Linked DNA regions of Mus musculus: region 2 is linked to region 1. A link is a contact called in public Hi-C data. All regions are on one chromosome and are shown on one strand. Each heading gives the region's core, a stretch centred on a gene start, on an enhancer-like site or on the middle of the called end of the contact. The rest is flanking DNA. Distances are from core to core; before and after follow the strand shown.

Evidence for each region. Hi-C and Micro-C count contacts between places; a contact is called where the count stands out from the background.
Region 2: a contact with region 1 is called in a Hi-C map of uterus, with 5 times the contacts expected there. The contact joins two enhancer-like sites. A contact is called at or near these places in 4 of 484 Hi-C or Micro-C datasets (nephron progenitors and uterus).

The regions. Positions count from the first base shown.
Region 1 is chr8:77,678,534-77,684,669 of GRCm38.p6, forward strand. The region is part of intron 3 of Ednra (endothelin receptor type A); the gene reads right to left. The region is part of intron 3 of LOC105243223 (a long non-coding RNA gene); the gene reads left to right. Among named protein-coding and RNA genes, the nearest start is that of Ednra, 43 kb to the right of the region's middle. Within about 2 kb of position 3,683, at least 14 of the 459 cell types and tissues checked have an H3K27ac peak or open chromatin away from gene starts, as enhancers often do. A contact at or near this core is called in uterus, where this site is marked.
Region 2 is chr8:77,999,653-78,005,788 of GRCm38.p6, forward strand. No RefSeq gene overlaps it. Among named protein-coding and RNA genes, the nearest start is that of Gm29895, 42 kb to the right of the region's middle. Within about 2 kb of position 2,274, at least 39 of the 459 cell types and tissues checked have an H3K27ac peak or open chromatin away from gene starts, as enhancers often do. A contact at or near this core is called in uterus, where this site is marked.

The DNA of each region.
Region 1 (6,136 bases), core at 2,433-4,932:
ACCTTCTAACATCTTCCTTCAAAGGGGCCCACTTCTTGCATGGTGGTGCTCACCTTTAATGCCAGCACTCAGGAGCATCTTTGTGAGTTTGAGGTCAGTCTGGTCTACAAATCAAGTTTCAGGACAGCCGGTACTACATAGAGAGACTTTGTCCCAAAACAAAACAAAACACCAAAAGCCTCCAAACCCTCAATAAAACACTCCCAGGGGTGCTCATCCCCCAGGGTGCTCCCCCCTCAGGGTGCTCACATCCCCCCTCCCACCCATCCTCATACTGCCTACGTTATGCTGACAGTTTTCTAACTGCTGCCCATGCCCACCTTGTCTTGAAACAGCCTTCCTTGGCTCAGCAATGTGAACGAGCCTACTAGATTGGGCATCCTCTGCTGCAACCTTGCTATGACTGCCTACCTTCCAGACACCCACCGGGGACCTCACGCCGGCTTGTTTTCTTCCTTCACTTGTTCTTAGGTCTTTACTCACTTGTATCTTAAAAACATTTTTTTAAATTTAAATTTAGGTTTCATTGTGCATCCAAGGCTGACCTGGAACAAACACATAGTCAAAGCTGGCCTTGGATTTGTGAATCCTTACATCATTCTTCTGGGTGCCAGGATCACAGATAATGTACCACCCCCAGCTCAGTTGACTTTTTCTGGCACCTACTAGAATTGGTGAGTCCTCTTCTTGAATATTCTGTTCCATTTACATTTATTTTTTTTCTTTGTAGTATTCATCACTATGGGTCTGTCTTAGGGTTTTAATGTGGTGCAGAGACACCATGATCAAGGCAATTCTTATAAATGAAATTTTTAATTGGGATGGCTTACAGTTTCAGAGGTTTGGTCTCTATCACGATGTTGGGAAGCATGGCAGAATGCAGGTAGACGTGATGCTGGAGGAACCAGAGTTCTACATTTTGATTCAAAGGCAGCAGAAGGGAACTGTCACACTGGCCAGACTTGAGCCTCAAAGATATGAGACCTCAAAGTCCCACCTCCACAGTGACACACTTTCTCCAATAAGGCAACTGTTAGGTGCCACTTCCCATGGGCCAAGCATACTTAAACTAGCACCAGGGACCAGCCATGTTTTTTCTTTATGTTTTTGTTGGTTGTCTGTGCCAAGCCTTCCATTGAGAAAATCACCGGCATTCAGTCAGGCACCCTGAGTATTTCCATCCACGGAAGAATAGGTATCAGAGTACGGCCTGCTGAAGGAAGGGCTGCTTCCCCTTGCCATGGCCTGCTTTCCTTACCATGCATAGTTTTACTTTATTGAACAAAGGAATTTACACTGTGAGCATTTCCCTGCTTCTCAAGCTAGCCCTGCATTAGGGCACACACACCAAAGCTAACAACCCCCACCCCTTGAAGTATAGAATCGCCCTGCATTAGGGCTCATGCACCAAAGCTATCCCTCCAGAAGCACAGAATCAAATAATTGTTAAACAAGGAGGGACCTCTTGGCTGTTCACTTTTGCTCTTGTATTCAGTATGGGAATCCCATGCACTAGAAAGGGCTAGGCATTATCACACCCCATACCGGTGTCCAGTGAATGGGGGAGCCTGGGCTTGGAGTTAGGTCTGCTGACTCACAGTGGGGTCTTTCAGCTTTCTCACCCTAACATGTGATAGCAGACTAAAAGGAGAAACTGTCTTTTACTTATGTGAGGTCATTTGCTATAGTGCAAGCCAATAAGTAGATTTTTAAATGTCTTCAAGGCTAGAGGCACTTCCTGTATGTATGCTGAATTATTGTTATTGTTATCAGTATTGCTATTACTACTTTATTTTTTGAGACAGGGTCTTAATATGTAGTCCTGGCTGTCTTGGAACTTTCTATATAGACCAGGATGGTGTCAAACTCACAGAGATTTGCCTACCTCTGCCTCCTGAGTGCTGGGATTAATGGCCTGCATTACTTTGTCCAGTTTGTGTGTTGAATTTTGAAAGTAAGGCTAGAGACAGCCATTGTTATATTATATAAATGTTATGACTGAATGAACTTAAAAACATTATAAAATAAAAGTTAAATTAAAAAATGTCACTTCAACAAAATCTTTTTACTTTTAAAATTATTTGCCCATTATTATTATTTGTTATTGTTGTTGTTTGAGACAAGGTTTCTTTGTGTAGCTCTGGCTGTCCTTGAACTTACTCTGTAGACCTAGCTGGCCTTGAACTCATAGATTATTTGCCTCTGTCTCCTGAGTGTTTAGATTAAGGGTGTGCAAATGTAGTCTGAATGTATTCTTTACTCAAATCAGTTATAACTGTATTTTTGCTCTGTTTACATGGGAAGGCTCTCCCACAGAAATGGCATTTGTAGTTTAATAGCTGCACACGATGGCATGGTATTGATCCCATTTCCATAAGTCTTTTTTCATGAGTCATGTTTAGCATCTCACAGGAGTGAAGAACACATTTGTACACAGAGATTTTTTTCTTATTGTTAGCAACTTTCCTGGATGAATTATTAGCAGTAGCATTGTTAAATCAAGGCATTGAGAGGTGGCCAAGACACACTCATTCTACAGACACAGTCTCACTGTGCAGACCAGCCTGGCCTAGAATTTACTCTAGCCTCTAACTTCTGTGATCCTCCTGCCTCAGTCTCCTGGCCAGTTAGTTACATGACAGTTGTGTTTCAGCATGCTGGGTCACGAGATTTAAAATGCAGTATCTAATATCTAGTGTTGACAGATGCTTGCTCACAGTGCAACCCATTGGCTTTTCTTCAATTTTGCTACTCCAAGAAGGTAAAGAGGCACACCTCTGCTGTCTTTAATTAAGAGCAACTGGTCATTTGTGATGGTTAGTTCTGATTTATATCTTCACACCATGGACACACAGAGGGGTTGGAGGGAAAATCCTGACAGAGAGACTTCTCAAAAAAGCACATGAGTTGGGTGGCCAAGGGATGCTAATGTGAGCACTTGTGTGGCTGGTTCTGACAGTGGCCCTCCTGTTCCAGGCCTGGCCTCTGATAGATTGGCACCACAGTCTTGCCAGGCTGAGAGGCCCAGAGACTTCCAGATGACCCTGACAAGAGGCTGGACCAGTGAGTTGGGGACTTGAGACAAGCTTAGTGCCAGCTGCAAGCTACTAGAGAACCTAGCTGCAGTGACAGGGCACAGAAACGGCCAAATTCCCGACTCGTAACATAGTGAGATCTGATAAAATGGTTATTTTAAACGACTGAGTTTGAGGGTATCTGGTTATCAAAGAGAAGTGGGGTTAGCAAAACTAACCAGTTGCCTGATCCTGACAGCAGAGTAAGATAAAGGATGATTTAAGTGCACGCTGCAGGGAACAAACCCAAAACAAGATCCTGAATTGCCCCAGCCAGAGTGTGACACTGTCCATTTCCCGTCTCTTCGGCTCAACCACTTCTGTGCCTTCCCTCTTATTTATACATCAGTGGGAAACCACAAGCAGAACAAGGGGAGAACACATCCAAGTCTAAAGAGGTACACCCCAGAAAACCACCTTACACTTCTGGACCTACGATCCGTCTCTGAGATGATCAGGGAGGGTACCAATCAACAACGGGAGGCACTGGCATCATGTCTGAAGCTTGAGGCATACAAAGAAAAGCTGCCTTCCTAATGGATCTTTGCAGCGTTTCCAGGTATCTAATTATACACTGCTCTGGAAGAGTCGTTAAGAGAGTTTTATCTTTTTATAGGCTCCTTCCCCAGACATCTAACTACAAGTTGGATCTGTACCCGGGCTTGTTTATAGCGTGACCCTGTCATCGTCTCGTACTTTAAACAAGACTATTAACTTCACAAAGAGCAGCATTGAATCGCCTTTCTTCTTCTTTTCTCCCCCCAAATAAAGTAAAAGTAACATTTGAAACTCATCACAGCTGCAAGAAAAAACATTTTATGGCTGGTAACAGTTGATTATTCATAGTTTTTCTGGGAAAAGTTCGTCCCTTGTAAAAGTATACTTAACTTTAGCATTATAACGTTTGCTGATAAAGCTGGGCAGAAGCCAAAACTTGGTTTTAAATTTCTTTCTCTATTTCTGAAAACTTTCTCCTATCTTTCTCATAAGAGAGTAAGAACGAACATATACTTAAGGTAAATAATAGTTAAAATTGAGGAGTAATTAGTGAAAGGGCTACACTGAGGCCAGTCCACAGTTAAGCAAAGCAGGCTGGCTCATCAACCAGGTGGAGACAGCGACTCTGAGCAGCTTGTTTATCTGTCTCTGCCCCATGGCGAGTGAGGAAGCTGGGACTTTTCTTTGGTTTTATTGCATTCTGCATTTCAGTAAGTAATTAGAGAAGAAATTCAAAAGTGCTTAGACATATGCTTTCTCTCAGGACAGCTCCAAAACCAAAGATGATTATCATATTTTAAAAATATCATTAAAATACCATGGTAACTCTTCCTGGGCGGTATCTGGTTCAGACAAGAAAAATATGGTTTTAAAAACTAAAAATTGTTCTTAAAGGACTCCAGACTCCCCCATCTTACTGCTGTCTCATTAAAAAAAAAATAGTGATTCCTCCCTCCAGTGGAATATAGTGAGATCATGTGAGGGCTCAAAGCTAATGATATTCTATGTGCAGTGGTTAACTATAAGGATTAGAACACTGGTTCAGGAGGTAAGGAAACACAAGTTCAGTTCCCAGTGCCTATGTCAGGTGTCTCCCAAGTGCCAGCAACTCCAGCTCCAAGGAATGCAATGCTTCTGGCCTCCTTAGGCACCAGCACTGACATGTACAACACACACACACACACACACACACACACACACACACACACACGCACACACACGCACGCACGCACACACACACATGCACACACATGTGCACACACAGACACACACTTAAAAATAAAATGACCTTTCAAAAATATTAAAGGGATTGTGTGTGAACATGGTTCATTCTCCAGTATGAAAACCTGAAATATAAATGTCAAATCTGTCCCCGGATGGATCCTCAAGCTCAAAGTCAGCATCAAAGGACAACGGTAAAGGCCACCAACAAAGGACTGGGAGCGCTTTCCCAAGGAGGCCTCTCCTGGATGAAGGCCATTCTAGCAGAATGACGTTTTAAAATGGCTCATCTCCTTGATTTAAAAGTCAAACCACATCTGAATGAAACCAATTTTTGGCATTATTATTATTTTTATTATTATTCTCTCTTCTAAATGAAGAATGGCATTTTATTTGGGTCTTGACTCAAAGCTAACATGAGTCATGTGATTCATGAATGGGATGAGGAGAGGAGGGGCTCTGGGGAGGGTACCCCACACCAGAGAGAGGAGTTGGTGAACTAAGCCACCCCCTTCCCTGCTGTGGGGGGTCAGAAGCTCAGGAAGAAGGCTTCTGAGATTCGGAAACCACCCAGGAGGCACAGCCTTGGCTGGGTCTGTAGTGGGGCAGGTTTCCCCTCAGCTGGGAGGCCTGTTGCCTTAGTGTCTGTGGTGGTTTGGGTGAGAGTGAGCCCATCCGTTCATGTTTGCACATGCTCACTCCCCAGGAGAACTGTTTGGGAAGGATTGGGAGGTAAGTCTTTGATGGCAGAGGTGGGTTGCTGGTGGTGGGCTTTGAGTAACTAAGACGTTGCCTTACTCATTTAAAAAAATGTTATGAATGTTTGGTCTGAATTTTAAATATTTACCTCTTAAAATATGCTTGTGATTACATTCAGAATGTTTATTATGTTTGCCTTCTTTTTAAAACTGTATTTACTCACTTTACATCCCAATATCCCCCCTCTCTTCCCAGTGCCCCTCACACAGACCCTCTCCCTTTTCTTCACTCCCCTTCTTTTCAGATCTTCTAAGATGCTAGGAGGCAGTCATGTCTGCCACAACTCCTCCAATACAGCACTTAGGTGAAGGAGGAAACTGTATTGGTGTGCTCATGTAGGGAACAGCAGTGGGAACTTACTGGTGACTCAGTCAGGCTGGCGCTTGCTCAGCATCTTAGGGAAATGGCCAACATACCGGTCTTCCGTATAGTCTGTGAGAACTATGCAGTGGCCTCTTATGCAGCACTTCCATTTCTCTACTGGGAATTAAACCAGGCTTTGCATGCCTGTCAGGTCTCACCCTGAGCCACATCTCCCTGACATGATGCAGCAGCCCTCAGCAGCTGACTTAGGCCAGAGCAGC
Region 2 (6,136 bases), core at 1,024-3,523, 320 kb after region 1:
TTTGGCAGCCATTTCTGAGTATGTGTCAAGGCTGAGAGGTAGAGTCAGTAGACAGACACATCCCCAGCACGGGTGAACACTCAGCCCTGACTGTAAGCTGGCCTCTTGGATGCACTAACTCAGTGCTCACTATGCTCTGCCTCTTAGCACTTTTTCTTGTTTACTTCGCCTGTCACATGGTCCTAAGCCTGGCATTGCAGAGCTGACTGTATTCCTAAACACAGGAAGGCTGTGATATGTGGCAGGGACTACACCTGTCAGATAAGCTCACTGAGACATAAGATATGGACCTATTGGCTGTGAGATCAGTGTTAGTAAAGTTACAATATGGTGCACATAGAAAGGGAGAACATTCATCCATCTAGTGGTAAGGATGGACTTTGGAAAGTGGCAAGGTAACCTCTGTGGTGCATGGTGGGATGGGAGGAAGACGGAGAGAGCCTAAGTTCTGAGCTTGTGAAATAAGGACTGACTTTAGAAAGCACGTGAACAGCATTGCTGTGAAGGTAAAAGTCAAAGGGTTTAATCCTATCACCCAGAGTAAGAAAACTAGAAAGGCCCTCTCTGCCGGTACTGGTTTGCATATTTGCATATTCTCTCTCTCTCTCTCTCTCTCTCTCTCTCTCTCTCTGTCTGTCTGTCTTTCTCTCTGTCTTTCTCTCTCTGTGCCTCTTTGTCTGTCTGTCTCTCTTTCTCTGCCTCTCTGTCTGTGTGTGTGTGTCTGTCTGTCTTTGTGCGTGACTGTGTGATTGTGTGACTGTGTGTCTGTGTATCAGTGTGACTCTGTGAATAGGTTCATGTGTGCATGCACACATGTGTGTGCAAGTGCTGAGGCCTGAGATTAGTCTAGTTCCTTCCTCCATGTCTTCCCTTATCTTTTTGAGACAGGCTCTCCCTTATCATTTTGAGACAGGCTCTCCCATCTATTTGCCTATGCTTAATTATTTCTTGGGCCCAGGGCCTCCTGCCTCAGCTTCCCCACAGCGGGGGGGGGGGGGGGGGGGGGCTCTAGGCTCTTGCGGCCAATCCCAGGCTTTTTTGTGAGTGGCAGGGATCTGAACTCAGATTTTCATGCTTATATGACACGCCTTTGCCCACTGAGCCCACTGAGCCTACTCCTCAACTGGGACTTGCACATTTCTATGGGTGATCTGATGTGGAAAACTTTAGTTGTATAGGCAAGTTAGGCTCTGCACAATCAGAGACTACAAAAGAAAATGTAAAACCCTGGGCTGTATGGGCCAAATGGTACATGGAAGAGTCTCTTCAGTGTGGATACAACTAGCCTTATTAATAAGCCCTGTGGTGTGGGTGATACATAAGATGAGGACCGTGTGGGAAGCAGAGGCTTGCAAGAACCTAACCCTGTACTTCTCCTGGGAAGGAGAGTAGAACAGTCACTAACTCGGCATGAGGTGAATACAGAATACAATTACAGATCCCAGAAGCATCTACTGCATGCTCACCTGAAATAACAGGATACATTAAGTACCATCTGACATCTCTGGAAATGAGCAGTCCACTCAGCTGTTCCTTTTTAATCTCCTCATGATGATGCCTTTGATTTCAAGGGAATTCCATATGAAGAATTACTTCTACAGAGCTGTCAGCCTGCCAATCAAAAGATCTTGACCTTGTGTGCAATTAAATGGCCATTGTCTTCAGCCCAGGACTGCAAACTGGAGTACAGCTTCATGAGCGTCGTTTCTCAGTTTGGCTTTTTGAGGAGCCAGAACCTTGATTTTAAGGGTCAGGAAGGTTCTCCCAGGTGGAGGCATCTATGTGTCACCAGACTTGGAGGAACGTTTTATAACATTTTATGAACTGACAAAAGCCCATGGGCTCTTCTAGGCTGGGTGAGTGTTACATAAGTCCTATATCCACACAAACAAAAAGATAAATGAAGTATTGGTCAAGTGGTCAAACCTGTAGATTGATAATTTAACATATATTTATGCATGCATAATCACACAGAGAAATAGAAGAGTGGTAGAGAATGTGTGAGTGAGATTTGGAGTGTTGCTGTGACATCCCACATCTTGTTGCATAGCAATGCCTTGACATGTAAATAAGAAAACAGGTTGTATCCCAATCTGCTCTGAATTCCTCCTGCGTGCATTCTGTCAGAGTTCCTGACAGAATGTGAGCTCCAGATGAGCAGACCTTCTGTCTACTTCATTTACAGATGTGTCCCGAGTACCTAGAACAGTGCTCAGCACTGTTCTATGGATGACAGTCTGCACTCTCAGAGGAGATCCCTGGTGCTCACTTGGTTTGTGCCGGACTGCTGCTGTCCTGTGCTGTATGTGTTGGACTGTTGTTCTTACGTGTCAGAGTCTGTTGGAGTGGGTTGTGTTCTTAAGATCCGTCTTTATCACTGTTTGTCTAGGGTTTACAGGTCTCTGACATCTGCTCTGAACAAAACCTCTGCCTGCCTTACTCAGCCACACAGGAATGCCATTGTTACATTTTCTTCTGCTCCAGTCCGTTCCTGGTGCTAGGAATGCCTTTCTGTAATAGATTCCCTGGCATCATATGGTAACGAAAGGGTGCTTTAAAGAATGCTAATTTAAACCGCTCTTTAACTTGCATGTTTTCAGTGTGGGCAGTGAGGGAGGAGGTTTGAAGCAAGACAGCTGTGAGGTTTGCCTAGCAGCTGAATGCTGCATGGATTAGCTGGCTCCTTCTTTTCTGGTAGTGGGTAACCCCTTAAAGGAACATGCCCTGGCTGGGGAAAGGCACACCTGTGTGTAGCCAAAGGGAAGAGTTTTAAAGATGGGGCACAGTTTTCTGCACCACCAGCTTTGCACTCAAAAAGTGATACTGCTAAGAAGTTTAGAAAAATGGGGGTGAGATGGGGGTGGGTGGGAGGGGGCATTGCATCCATTCAGCTTTTCTGTGGACCAAGCCACGAATCTGGGTATTTCTCCATGAGCAATTACCATCTGAGGTTTAGAAACCACAAAGCTGCTGGGTAGAAAAAGAAGCTCAAACGCAGATAAGTGACCCATGATGGCTTGTGGGAACCTGACATCTCTCTTTAAGAATGGTTCCTGAGATGCCTGGCCTTCCCGTGTTCTGTGACTTTGTGCTTAGAGGTGTAAAAGGGTTCATTTCAGCGAGCCTGTGCTCTGTTGGCAGTTCAGCTGGCCTCGATGCTCGCCAAAGTCCGGATCCATTTGAATTTTCCTTTCTGTTCTCTTTTGGGTTACCGTTCTGTTGGAAGTATCGCATGACTCTAAATGACACTGTATTTCCAGAAACTAGACTTGAAGTAGCTGACAATTTTTTTAAGATTTATTTATTTATTTTATGTAAATGAGTATACTGTAGCCTACATGTGGTTACTGGGAATTGAACTCAGGGCCTCTGCTTGCTCCAGTCCCACTCTGTCCAGCCCAAAGATTTATTTATTATTATTATATGTAAGTACACTGTAGCTGTCTTCAGACACACCAGAAGAGGGTGTCAGATCTCATTACAGATGGTTGTGAGCCACCATGTGGTTGCTGGGATTTGAACTCAGGACCTCTGGAAGAGCAGTCAGTGCTCTTAACGGCTGAGCCATCTCTCCAGCCCAGCTGATCAATTTTTTTTAAACTGCACGTATTGGATGTGTTGTTATTGCTACTGAGAAGAACAGTGACTATTATTGATGAATCTGTGGCATATTAAGGGACACAGTTGACCAGAGTAAATATGTCCAGTCGGAAGGTCTGGGAGCAGTTGGCAGACAATGGCAGATGTCTGCTCACTAGCGGGTCCAGTTGAGCTTGTGTAAACTCCGAACTCCCTGGAACTTTACACTATATCTTTGCCAATGATTTAAACATGCTTTTCTAGGGCCGTATTTTTCTATATGATCCATATAATCCTAGCGTGAATGCCATTCTTTTCTCAGACTCCTTTTATTACTCATTCATACAAGCACACATTTTATGTAGTTTACACAGTTCCACTGATGCTAGAAATATATTTCCTCAATTCCCTTTTCTTTCTTTATAATTCTGAAAATAGTGACTATGTCATTTGCGATTTTGTTTTGTAATCTTAATATTAAGCAGTTACTTTGCTTCTAAATCCTGCTGCTGTGACGAATTCTGTGAGCCATGTGACATCTTCATGTCAACAGCTCCTTCCCTGAGCCATGTGACATCTTCATATCAACAGCTCTTCCCTTGGCTCTGTACTTGATGGTTTTTGGGTGCAGGGCAGGCAAAACCCTCAAATGTGAGATTGTGGTTACAGAGGGTGCAAACATTGTTCAGGCCCCTAAAAGCTGTCCCGGAACTCAGTGCTTGCTTTTTTCATCTCTGAGATGTGTTTTTAGTAATATGTAATGTGTATTCAGTACAAGTTGGTCCCTGCTGTTGTTGTCACCATCACTGATGCTGTAGTTGTTGTTTTTAGCACACCTTTGTCTCCTTGGAGGAGATGGATATAGCAATACAACCTTGGTCATCAGACTGATCTGTATGCTTTTTGTTTTCTCTCCACATTTGCAAAATGTTTTCAGCTCTTTGTTTTTATTCCTTCTGAGTGCCGACAGCCCTCTTCTTACGACAGTGATCTCACTTTTCTCGGTTTTCTTCTCTTTTTTAATCAAGGACATTAGAGTATGTGAGGAAGGAAATACCATTGTCTCAGACTCTTGTCGTCTATTCAGGACGATGTAAAACTCTGACCTCTAGTGGCTGTGCGCTGTAGTTGCAAGCCAGGTCCCTCAAGTCTGAACCCAGGAAACAGCAGCCAGCTTCAGATCCGAAGGGATGAGCACCCAACGGTTTGAAAACTCTTTTGACACATCAGATGATTCCCCTTATGTCTGTCAAGACAGCCTTCTTCTTCTTTACCAAGGAGTTAGTTTATGTCTCCGCTTCCAAAAATACACCAATTTAAATAAATGATCTAAAGACAATACTCTCAAAATATGCTTTCCTCCAAAGCACCCTGCCCAGGACTACCACTGCCTAATGATGTAATCCAGAGACTTCAGAAAACAATAGACCACTAAATCTTAGGAGACCTTAGTGGGTCTAAACATCTTTAAATGAAATATTCCTTGGTTTCAAAAATGATAACATACAAAATGTAGTTAGTTATGTTCTAAAAACTAAAATCCTGAGAAGTGGTTCTGGGGTACACTGCTTTATCAATATGACGTGGGGAATCAATCCTATTGTGAGTTCACACGAAGCTCATGGAACACACGTGAGATATTTGTATGTTTTTAATGGTTGTGTAAAATGAGGTGCGATGAAGTTCGTTGGCTTATTTCTGTTAAATTTCCTTTGTTTTCTGGCTTTGATAAAATGAATGAGTGGATGGATAGGGCAAAGCGAAAGCTTCGTACCCAGGAGTGTGCCCAGGAGTGTGCAGCAGGGACACGGCCGGAGAAGCTGCTGAAGAGAGGCTGATGGAGCTCACCCAACTGTGTGCCTCCTTGCCTGCCGTGATGTAGGCTGGGGCGGTTACGGTTGGGGCGGTCTCAGCAACAGCTCAGCGTTTCCTGCTGTTCCCACACAGATCTCACCTCACTAAGTGGGCACCGGTGTTTCTTATTGCCTCCAGTTGGGAAACTTGTCCTTTGAGACTCAGTTCATTAACCCTCCTCTACTTGTGTACAGTTGGACCTGACTTCAAACAGGTAGAATTAATGCCTTCTGGCAAGAGAACCTCTACATTTTACTATGATTAGCTTCAAAATCAATCGCCTAAAGTCTGATTAATTTCTTTGAAAGCTTGCTAAATGGACTCTGTGCTTATAATATGTGAATTCAATTCTATATTGTGAGAGATCATTGCTGCGTGTATATAGTTATTGCACAGCTATTCCACAATAGCTGAAGAAAATTAATACTTCATTTTAAAATATTTTGACAATTACAGGTAGATTTTAATAAGCATGAGGCTCTTAGCATTGAGCAAACTTTGGAAAAATCAACAGTCAAAGTTTACTTTGTAATAACTGTGCTAAGCACAGTCTGACATCTTTTTTTTTTTTCCTTTTTTTGGTTAGATATTTTCTTTATTTACATGTCAAATGTTATCCCCTTTCCTGTTTTCCCCTGTGAAAGCCCCCCATCCCCTACCCCCTACCAACTCACCAACCCACCCACTCCTGCTTCCTGGCCCT